Regions from separate parts of the Danio rerio genome. Here region 1 is linked to region 2. A link is a contact called in public Hi-C data. All regions are on one chromosome and are shown on one strand. Each heading gives the region's core, a stretch centred on a gene start, on an enhancer-like site or on the middle of the called end of the contact. The rest is flanking DNA. Distances are from core to core; before and after follow the strand shown. Region 1 overlaps znf385a (zinc finger protein 385A). Region 2 holds the start of tac3a (tachykinin precursor 3a).

What was found. Hi-C and Micro-C count contacts between places; a contact is called where the count stands out from the background.
Region 1: a contact with region 2 is called in a Hi-C map of embryo, with 1.8 times the contacts expected there. The contact joins the enhancer-like site here to the promoter of tac3a in region 2. A contact is called at or near these places in 4 of 18 Hi-C or Micro-C datasets (caudal fin, embryo and hematopoietic stem cells).

What each region holds. Positions count from the first base shown.
Region 1 is chr23:31,231,207-31,237,554 of GRCz12tu, forward strand. All of the region lies in intron 1 of znf385a (zinc finger protein 385A), which reads right to left. Among named protein-coding and RNA genes, the nearest start is that of znf385a, 14 kb to the right of the region's middle. Within about 2 kb of position 1,550, at least 4 of the 62 cell types and tissues checked have an H3K27ac peak or open chromatin away from gene starts, as enhancers often do.
Region 2 is chr23:31,058,885-31,064,665 of GRCz12tu, forward strand. tac3a (tachykinin precursor 3a) reads right to left here and starts at 2,266. Exons shown (of 6, transcript NM_001256389.1): 1 at 2,165-2,266; 2 at 1,977-2,076; 3 at 1,834-1,863; 4 at 1,713-1,766; 5 at 1,066-1,138; 6 at 930-948. The coding sequence starts at 2,266. The coding sequence ends at 930. LOC141380504 (a long non-coding RNA gene) reads left to right here and starts at 1,074. Exons shown (of 4, transcript XR_012398570.1): 1 at 1,074-1,156.

The DNA of each region.
Region 1 (6,348 bases), core at 300-2,799, 170 kb after region 2:
GGATGCAGAATAAGATCATACTTTAAAACTAATAATGAACCGTTAGTATCTTAATAATAGGGAAGTCATAAACCAGTAGTTAATAGCATGAATTGTGACCTAATCTAAAGTGTTACCCACTTTTCTGTTGTTATTTAGTGCAAACGAACTAGTTAGACATCGATAAAGAGTTCATGAGTAGTTAAGAATGGGTTAATGATGATGTGCCCCTCTAAGTAAAGGCATGATACACGTACACTTAAAGTCAGAATTAATAGCCCCCCTGAATTATCATCCCCTCTGTTTATCCCCCCCCCCCCCCCATTTCTGTTTAATAGAGAGATTTTTTTCAACACATTTCTAAACACAATAGTTTTAATAACTCATCTCTAACAATTGATTTATTTTATCTTTGCCATGATGACAGTAAATAATATTTTACTAGATATTTTTCAAGACACTTCTATACAGCTTACAGTAACATTTAAAGGCTTAACTAGGTTAACTAGGCAGGTTAGGGTAATTAGGCAAGTTATTGAATAACGATGGTTTGTTCTGTTGACTATCGAAAAAAATCTAGCTTAAAGGAGCTAACAATATTGAGCTTAAAATGGTTTCTAAAAAATTTAAAACTGCTTTTATTCTAGCTGAAATAAAACAAATAAGATTTCCTTTAAAATATTATCAGACATGCTGTGAAAATTTCCTTGGTCTGTTAAACATCCTTTGATAAATATTTTAAAAAGAAAGAAAAATGCAAAGAGGGGCTAATAATTCTGACTTCAGTTGTATATATTAACATGTCATGAGTTTATGATTGTTAAATAAAGCACAAATAAATGTGGTATTAATACATTAATTAACAAACAAGCATGTACTAACAAGTAATTTAGGTAGCTGTTATTCACACATGAACTTATGTTGTAGTTAAAGTTAGTTCACGGTTAGCACATGCATTAATTCATCATTAGTTCATAATAAAGTAATGTTTAGTTGACATATTAACACATCATTATTCATGTACTGTTATTGTAAAGTGTTACCAGTGTAAACACACAGTGACCATTACAACTAAGGTAATATAAATTCAACAGATAACCATGCGGCATCTAGATTAGACCAGCATGTTAACTCATCTACGCCTGCGTTGCATTTCCCAAAAACATTGCCACTAATGATATGATCAGTTTAGATGATTGCAATGTTCTCTCCGATCTACATATGCTTACGAAGGGAAATGCAGCACTGGTCCTTTCAGCGAGGCCATTTGAGCCTGTGAACGTCAATGCACTGATTAACAGGTTGATTATATGGACCCCCCAGTCCTGGCAAACCAACTGACGGCTGGGTGGGCAGTTTCGACGACATTACAGAGCTTAAACAGAAGTGTGACTGCGGTGCGTGCGTATGTCTCTGTGTGTGTGTGTGTGTGTGTCTCATCAAAAGAGGGGATAGGGTTTCCTCATTAGTTGTGTTGAGATCAATAATTCAGAGCAGGGCCTTGTTGAGCTCAATGGTCCAAGCGCTAATGTGCTGTCTACCCGCTAGGGACTGGGACCCAGCAGGACTTTAATGGATGTCATGATGAGAGGGTGAAATCCAAGTATGGGGATCCTCTTGCACCCCTTGGCTCCGTGTGAATGTGTGTGTGTGAAGTCTCGGATGCGTACGGTCACAGCGTGAGGAGAATGACTATTAAAAACAGGTGTGAAAAGATAAGAGTGTTGTGAAGAAGAGTTGACAAGCCACCCTACAGTAACTCCCACATCTCAACAATTGTTACTCAATTAACTCAATTAGCTCTGCATGTGTTTGACAGCTCTGACACCACTGAAGCACACTGAGAGGCATTAAAGACAAATCGCATAAAAAAAGAGAAAGTAGGAAACAGATTAATCGACACTTGATGAGAATATCAAGTTATTTATTTTACTAAAAATATTTTTACTAAAAAGCCAAAGTAAAATAGACATCCTGCGCTCTACCTGAACCGTCGTCTTCAAGAGATCAAAAGAATTCTTCAAGAGAATATTTGTTTACAACATCCAGCTAGATGAAAGTGTGCACTGTGTAAATGACTCTTTTCTACTGTACACTCTCAGAAAAATGGTACAATGTTGTACCAAAGACTGCACAAACCCTTGTCACTAGGGCAGTACCTTTTTATGGAACAGAATTTGACAAAGAAACAAATTTGTACCATTGCAGTTTGTACCTTTAAGGACATGATTTGTACCATGGGAAACCGAAATTTACCTTCGATTTTTAAAACCTGCAGATACAGTATTGTACCTACATCAAAGGTACAAATCTGATCCATGAAGGTACCACTACAGTGAAACGACACTCTGTACCTTAAAGGGTCACGAAACACCAAAACACATTTTTTGAGCTGTTGACAGTCGTATATGTGTCCCACACTGCTAAAAACACTATTAAGACACCTATATTTCACTAAAAAGTGTAAATTGGTTGTTTTTGCGTTATTTCAAGCAAATTTGTACTTCCGGTTTGAAATGTTAAATGTGTTCCTTCAAGAACTATTTAAAGGCATTTTGCTATATTCAAAATGCGTCAATTTATTTTCAGTAAAAAAAAATCTATAAGTGTAATGCATCTTTTCCATTTAAAATAAAGAATCATAAATACTTTAACATAAATCAAAAGATCTTTTATTTGCTAAACATTTCACAACAATTTTCACAAAAATGTTACAGAAATACATTCTGCCATGTACAATATAAAACTTTTTTCTCTAATATTCACACAATAGCTTTGTGATCGCTTAAAAGTTCTTTTAATTGACTTAATTTTAAAATAAAAATAGAGTTATGCAAAAGTATTGTAGGGAGATAGCGACATTGTTTGATTAATTTTTACGATACTAAAATGTCTGCATAAACACTTTGCATATGTAGGACTTTTCCAGCTCACGTGCGCAGTGGAAAGCAAACGCCAAAAGGTGCGGATATCAATAATGAAAATGTATTTATCAGAAAATGCTTACCAAATGTTTATTAAAAGTGCCTCAAAAGTTTAGGTTACAATACTTATAGTTTTGTTTTTAGCAGTTGTTTTGTATTATAAAACTTAATAATTAATGTTTATGAGTTTATTTTAAGAGAACCAAACTACAAGTGTAAACACACAGTGACCATTACATGACAACTAAGGTAATATAAATACAACAGATGACCATGCAGCATCTACCCTGGGTTGCATTTCCCAAAAACATTGCAATCATCTAATCTCATCATAGATTGCTTTTTTTTTTATCATTATTAGTCTCTATATTTTTATGGTCCCTATTGCACATTTTGTTGGCTAAAAGTTGCACTGCAACTACATGCCAATGATTTTCTCATTTGAGTACTAGTAGACTGTCTGCTTAATGTCTGCTGATACTCCTTCAATAGACATTAAACTGACTGTAAGAAACCTTGCAAGTACATGTCAACTTGCACTAACCCCAACCCTAATCGTCTACGTATAATCTATTGAGAATTATTTGGCATTTAGATGCAATGTAAATTAAATTCAACAAAATGCGTTTAAGAGACCATCAAAATAAAGTGATACCAAATGTTTTGGACTGTTGTCCAGTGTCATGCTTAATTAACCAACCTTAATGTTTAGTCATCCTAATTATCGTATTAAAGTCTTTAAATTGCACTTTGAGCTGAATACTAGTATCTTGCAATATAGCTACTTAAATATTATATTCTGTCATCATGGCAAAGACTAAAGAAATTAATTATAAGAAATGTTTTAAAACTATTATGTTTAAAAATGTGTTGAATTTTTTTTTTTTATTCTATGTAACAGTGCTTGGGAAATAATATTTGAAAAAGAATTTCAATTTCACAGGGGCCCAATAATTTTGCCTTTAATTGTACATTAACATTGTGACTTAGATGGAAAGAAAAGAAAGAAAGAAAACCTGCAGTCTTACAGTCAAAAAGACTTTCCAATATATGCATCAGGCAGTCAGTCTACAGTCTGTGGGTGGTCTGTAAACATTTAATCTGAGACTAGTAACATTATCTTCATGACAACCACCAGAAGCTGGTTATCCTATTTCTATGAGATGACAGCACATGGACATCCCGAGTCCAAAAAGTTGAAGCAAACACGAATAACATCATTCAAACAAACAAATTTAAGTAATATTTAACATATTTATTTCTGAATCAACAGCTTTATTAATAATCTGACCAAAATAACAAAGTGCAGGAAGTGATGCTACCAAGTTCAGCAAACAAGAGCTTAATATAAAGTAACTCACAGTACATTTTAGATCACATATACTGTATTTTACACATACTCTTACAGTATTATCTTTTGCACCACAAATTAAAGTTACAAATGAATTATTTCAAAATTACAAAATAAATTAGTTACAAAATAAATTGTTCATTTTGAACCAGCAACCTGCTTGCTGTGAGGCAACAGTACTAACCACTGAGCCACCGTGCCACCCTAAGTAGAACATTACTAAATTAATGTTTAAATTCAAACCATATAAATTGTTTGCAACCGCTTACTTAATACCTATTTAATATATTTTAATTATATTTAATGTATTTTTAAGTTAATTCACTGAATATGTTTTTCAGTGTATAAAGATCACCACATGCAATCTTAGAAACTGCAAGAAGAGTCACTGAAAAAACGATCCACAGTAGTTATATTGTGATGAACTATAATAATTCATAATATTTGCATTCCCAAAAGTCAAAATGCACATTAACCTTATCTAATTTATTGTAACATAACTATTTTAATGGTAAATAAAGCAGTAAAACAGATTTGCTGCAAGAAAAACTAATCACAGGCCCATGTGAGGCCATCTTACAGTAGGCCAAGAGCCGGAGTGTAAGTCAAGAGGTTCTGTGAAGCCTATAATCTGTCTATATCCCTGCAACCATATGAAGGAAAAAAAGAGAGCCTAGAACACCTTCCCTTGCCACATCCAACCATAAAATCCCTGCCAGAATATACCTGCACTGCGACACACTCAGAGGACAGGGATTTGACTCCTGTTCTACAGTCCATTTCATTATGGTAAAATCTCCTGACTTTGGAACCCAACAGATAGGACAGAAAGCGCTCTGCTGCCCTCTGCAGCTTCAGAAGTGCTATTGCACACGAAAATTATTCTATAAAAGGATCGTTTACTCAAAAAAAAGGAAAAAATCCTCACCATTAACTTACACTCAAGAGACTATACATTTTTCCTTCCTTCTGTTGAACACAAAACAAGATCAAACAAGAATTTTGGAATAAAGCAGCAATTGACATCCATAGTAAGAATACAAAATATACAAAAAGTCAATGACTGTTTTTCACTCTACATTCTTCAGTCCTTTTGTGTTTGACATAAGAAAGAAACTCAAACAAGTTTGGATCAATTGGAGGATGAGTAAATAATGACAACATTTGGGGGTGAACTTTCCCTTTAACAACATTTAAAGAGGTAGTACACCTAAAAAATAATAAACATCAGGCAGTCAAAGACAATAAAATATAATCATCAGTAAAAGAGGATTTCTAGCTTGAACTGTAGTCCATGGTGATTCATTTAATGTAGTAACTTTATAATTCAAAAAATGTATAATGTACAGAAAAAAACAACAACTTCAAGAGTTCACAACTAGCTGATGATTGGTAAGCAGCTTGTTTGGCATGCTGCCTCGGAAGAGAACCCTGAGCTTATAAAATCTTGATGAACTCCCCCGACTTCTTTCTGACTAGTGACAGATATGGGATGGCTCAGGTGTGATGTACGACTTGATTATGGTGTCAATTTGTTATGTTCAATTTACTTAGGTTATGTGTTTTGGACTGTGGGAGAAAACCATTGGGAAAACCCACGTGAGCACAGAGAGAACGAGCAAACTCAAAAATAAAATAAAATAAAATAAAATAAAAAATTAGCAGTTACCTTACAGCAACAATGTCTCTGGTTAAAGTCCCTACTAAATCAGTCAGCATTTTTGCTGTGATGCAACAGCGCTAATCACTGGGCCACCGTGTCGCAAAGTAGGTGTGGGTGGGAGGGATTCTTCAAGACAAAGATACTGAGATAAGAAACTGGTTGTTTATAGTGAGTTAGGAATCATCTGATTGGTGACTCAATTGTAGTCTAATGCAGGACCAGACGTGTACAATCATAAGCACGTGATCCTCTCCAAATTAGTTTATAAATAAACTTCCCAAAGTACAGATAAAACAACATTAAAGCTTGGGTGTCCTGAAGACACACTGAGATCTTTGAAATTGACTTTTCATTTCTTTCATTCTTAATATTCAATTTATGTCATTATGCAACAAGGACACTTGTGTATTTTTTAGTCACTTTTTTCTTTA
Region 2 (5,781 bases), core at 1,016-3,515:
AACTGAATGTAAAATAATGGACCTAATGGCCAAAAAAAAAAAAAAAAAAAAAGAAAATCTCCAGTAATCACTGCTGGATAATTGCATAAATTAAAAAAAAATGCTTAAGCTCTTACCCAAAACAAACTTAAGCATCCTAATATTTTGAGCAAAGGCGTGAAAAGACATTTTTTAAAAGTCTTTTCATATTTACCAAGTGTGCCAATATTAGTTGAGGGCACTATATAATGTAGGTTCAATAATCATCAAACATCAAACTTCGTCTGTATTGCTCTTGATCAAGGCTTGTTACAGTATGCTGGTAATAAATGTAACTGCAAGTCACTTTGGATACATGTTTGCTTCTGTATGTCTCTTGCTGTTGGAATAAATAGTTTTTTGCCTTCTAATCCAAATATAGAACGTGTTATTAAATTTGTTCTATTAATTCATAGACAAAGAGCTTTAGTTTTTTAGCAATGAGACAAAAGGCAGTATACAGTTTTTCATGAGTCAAATCCTCAGTGCTTTGGCAAATGTATCTGATTGCACAATTTTTATTTGGTTGATTGAGAGTCTGTTGTGAACATTAAGTCAAAACGTAAGATCAGGTAGCCTAGATAATATCTTTATTTACAAAATTCATGTTTTATACATTAGACAGCAAAAATAACTTTGAATAAATATGTATAGAAATGCATGGGATGTAAATGGAGATTTCAATTTGGCCTTGTAAGATGTAATCAAATGTATAATTTGCAGTACAATGAAACAAATCACACCATAGGAAATCATGTTTATTAGATTTATCTTGTATAAATTGCTGTTGCTCTATCACTTTTGTAAAATAGATTATGACTTCTTGTTGTTGCTCCAAAGAAGTTTATTGAAAAGAAGCTGTCGTGACAGGGTGGTGCAGACGATTCAGTGGATATGAAATATTTTTTTGCCTATAACCCACGACGAAACCTGTAAAAATTGTGAGGAGCACAAATTAGTAACAGATAGGAAATGACATTTGTTGTAACGTCTTCAGAAAGCCTGCAGGTGGCAGAACAGCCTTGCTGAATAATCGCAGACGCTCACCTCAGTTTGCATTTGTTGAAGAAGATTCCTCCGCTTGGTTCTGGGTACTCTTTCCTCCATTGACGTCCGGATTCTGACAACACAAATAACAGTAAGTTTGAGAAGCTTGATAGATCGACACCATTCGCATTAATACTAGGCTACAATATAGGCAAATATGTTCAGTTTAAAAAATCTTTGCAAGTGTTATTCTCACTACACCTTAAATATAGACAGTCGGAACTAGTTTAAATCGCACTATAGCATATTAACACAAAAAAGTAATCAATTTCGAGTCGGTACCTCAGTGAAAGTAATAAAAACGTCAAGTCTAAGTGAGTCAGATATCGATTCAGTCACTGATAGATCATGCAAAGTACCGCATTAATTAAATTCTCTTGTGTCTTTATGATCAATTTTCAAAGTTATTTGTTAGTTGTCCTAAAGCAACTTTGTGTTTGATTCCTCACAAAGAATCGACTCATAGGAGTCGTTTGTGAATCAAACTCCTAAACCCGCTTTGGGTCCAAGTTGGATTTGAAGACGTCCCCAAATGACTATTCGCTTAAATATAAACGGCAAACTATCAAGTTCATAACAGTCATCTAAAGGTACAGTCACTTTTGTCTTTCACAAACATCAGTGAAATGAAGCGAAAAGCTGTTTACCAGGTTCAGCGCTTCGTCGACCCATGAGTCCAACAAAGATATCGTGCATTTCCCCTGGAAGACAACATGTATTATTACCTGAACAGACAATATGAGAGCACACACACCAAAAATATCTTACTTTTACGTTGGGGTGGTATATCATCTGTTTCTGTAAAAAAAAAAAAAAAACACACACACACACATTTAAGACACGTCAACAGGAAAATTAAGCGAAATTGTCACAAAATTACAACATCAACAAGAACAAATCAGTTTACTCACCGGCGTTTCTGCGCCCCATTAATCCGACGAAACTGTCATAATCTATGTCATTATACCTCTTCAGCAAGTTATGAGTCGACATCCGAAAACTTGGACTCTCCTGTGCGTATAAATAAGATTCTGTTTTAAAACCAGGGTACTAATCCTGTACATTTACAGCTGTGAGATGCTCATAATCTGTCACTTACGCTTGAAACTGATCTTTGAGACTCTGACTGCTGACAGCTCGACTCACTCCATCGGGTTTCCAGCACCAAAACCAAGAACAGTAACACAAGTCCACGGTACATCTTTACAGATTACTCTGTGGAGAAAATATGCAGAACACTAAAGCAATTTTTCACATTTTTATCAAATCATTCATTTATTATACCACATTTTACTTGGTGAAATTCAAATAATAATAATAAAAAAACTGCTGTCATTGTCATTTCATTTGCTGATGAAACCTTTGTCAAATTGATTAGAAAGAAAGATAAACTAAAACATTTTAATAAAACTGTAGTATAAAATACAGGCAATCCAGAAAATTTTACAGGTATTTTACTCACCTGAGCTGAGGATGAAGATCTGTAGAAAAGAGCTCAGTTCCAGTTTCTGCTTGCAGAGTTAAATCCTTTTGTGATGGACTATCTATCAGACAAGACACAGAGACAGGGATTCTCTCCTGTCTGATTGTTAAATGATAGCAACATGTGCGTAAATCCAATCGGATGTCGCAGTGTAGGTGTGGTTTAAGGCTTTGTAGTCTGCATCAGCGATGACCATGCAATTGAGATCCTGACATCATAGGCGTGAGGCATTCCTTAAAAGGACAAACCAAAGCCCCTTTTGTCAACCCCCTACCTTCAATTACTCACATGAATTCTTGTAACTTTAATCCAAAATCTGAAACTTTGCCAGATTTTTTCCCCGTACTAGTTCAACGAATATCAGTCATGAAACATGATCTCCCACATCCAACTCAAACATTTGCACGAGAGCACATCTAAATGTCATGTTTGTTGACTCATTAAGATTATGCTGATATGTATCCGAATGCTACTTTTCTGTGCTAAGTAGGGCCTTATTGTCATATTTTCCTCCTGACTGCCTAATTGGTGCTGTCGCTGGCGAGAATGTAATCTCTCAAGGAAGCAATTACACAGATGGAGCGGTGGATGATGAGGACGGTGTATCACGGACTCTATGGACATCTTGAGGGTGCATCTAACTGGCCTGGCGACATGCAGGGTTGATTAGTGGGAACATCCATTAGTCGCTGCCCACACTCAGTATGCAGCATGCAAAAGGGCAGCTGCGCTTTGAAGTTCCTGTTGGAGAGCAGATTTGATCAGTTCATCAACAGAAGCAAATGATTACAACAGCCCAGACAGTACTAACCCACTTGTACATCAGCATAATAAAACCTGTGAGACTCCGACATAGTTGTCAACACTCAAGTTCGCTATTATTGAACTTTTTTATTTACCTACACTAGCATATCCTCAACAAAAACTTTAACTTTTGATTGTGGACGATGTTTACGTTTTGGTTGTGCATTGTACTTTACTATAGCATAAACCAAACTGACAATGTCTTTTAGATTACAGTTGAATTAAAGGACACCTATTTTACCTCTTCTTCAAGATTTAAGAGAAGTCTTTTGTGTCTCCAGAATGTGTCTGTAAAGTTTCAGCTCAAAACACCCATCAGATTATTTATTATTCCTTTTTTAGAATATTAGAATTTTTTGCTCTGAACACAAAAAATGTAGCTGTTTTTGTTGCGTGTGCCTTTAATTCTAGTTCCCCCACCCACCATTGCCACATGCCTGTCAAAGTGTGCCTCAATTTCTGGCTGTGTCAGATAAACAGCACAGTGACAGACATGAAGGTAGCAGATCTCATGTAGTATGAGAAATACTACAGTAAGAATTTTCCCAATGATTATTTGATGTATTTGTTGTGGAGACATGTTGTTATAAAAGTTCACGCACACAGACAGCGTGTGTGTTTAAATTTGCACTGTTTTTGTTGGACAAATATGACAGGATACATGTTTATATCCACTGCTGTATGGATATCTGTTCTGTTAATGCACACAATTAACCTGATGTAACGTCCACAAACTGGGATTGAAGCATCTTCTTTTCTATTTGTACTGACATGCAGCTGTGGTGATAAAGTAAAGACACTAAAATCACTAATTCCTACTAATTTACTACAGAGACATGTTAATACACGGCTGTCAATCAATTCGGTAGGTGGGGAAGACGGCACTCCTACGTCACTTTACGGTGGGAATCAGTATCAGGAAATTAAAATAAAGGGACTTAATGGGTTTATATTACCCAAATATGACTGTGGACACACTATACCTACTAGGCATGGGACAATAACCATGTTCAAGGTATGTCGTGTTTTGGAAAAGTCAAGGTTTTAAAACCGTCATAATTTTCTGTTATAAGGTGTGAGTAAGGTTGTTTCTAACATATGTGTACAATTTTTTTATTTACATTTTTCTTTTGTTTTTTAGGACAACAGTATCTCCAGCAGTAAAGATATCCAAAGATGCCGTTTTAAATTGTAAAACAAATCTGTGTTTCTGAAACAAATTAAGACAGCAGAAGTCAATAATTCATTTGAATTATTTAGCCTGACATGTTTACTGTTCCAAAATATTTGAAAAGTTTTCCAAATTAAAATATATTTTTTCAAAAGGGAAAAAGGTTTTGTTTTTTTACACAGACATTTAAAAAGAATATATTTTAGAGCTGTAATCCCAATACCATGATACTGTGAAACCGTGATTTTTTTTTTATCTAAGGTTATCATACCGTCAGAATCTTACCGGCCCATGCCTAATAACTACACACAGTTTTGTCCAAACAGCTTCTAAAAGATGATTTTCATAATAGGTGCCCTTTAATGTAGGCATTCTCTAATCAATCGGTGCAGATTGGTTTTGGTTGATAATTGCACTCTATGACTCAAACTAGTAGTCACTAATTTTAATAATCAAATGAATTGATGGCAGTTTTACAACATAACAAACATGAGGACCATTGTAATCATAAGAAAATATAATGTTTGAATTAAATAAATTAACAAAAATGCCCTGTAAAGTTAAACTAAACTGCTTTACGGCATGACTGAAGACAAACGTAAAACTGAATGAAAAGTGTCAGTTTTTCTTTTAGTTTTTTATTCTCGGTATTTGCATAATTATGATCTTAAAATTAAACAAGCATCTCCACTTCTGTTAACTGTTGAAAATGCAGCCACATGTCACAAAGATGGCTGTTGACAGTCTTGTGCTGCTGATGTCATTTGGAGCTAGAGTCTGTGCAGTTGCTATTGTAGCTCATGTATTTCGTTAAAAGTTATGATCACCTGCTCTTTCCCCACATGGCTAACAGTGTTAGGCCATAGATGGCTAGTCAATGACAATTGGTTTCTAATCACCCCACGAAGCACAAATTTAATTTAATCAACAATTGCGGTTAGTAGCTGTTTAGTCATTTAAATAAGAATCATTTCAACACAGAAGTGTTTATTCTGCATGAACTCTGTACACTCATGATAGATGCCAAATGCATAAATGTAGCTTACTGTATGTCAATATGTAATATACTGTATATACAGTAAAATAAAGTTGCTTAAAAAGACCTGGGTTTTTAAACTTAATTCACTATGCCTCAATTTTAAGGTCTCGTGATGTACTTTGAAATGTTTATTCAATGTTTGACATTATCTCAACTGATACATGAATACATTAAAGGAACATATATTAGCCCCTCCCCTTTTTAAAAACAGCCAATAGT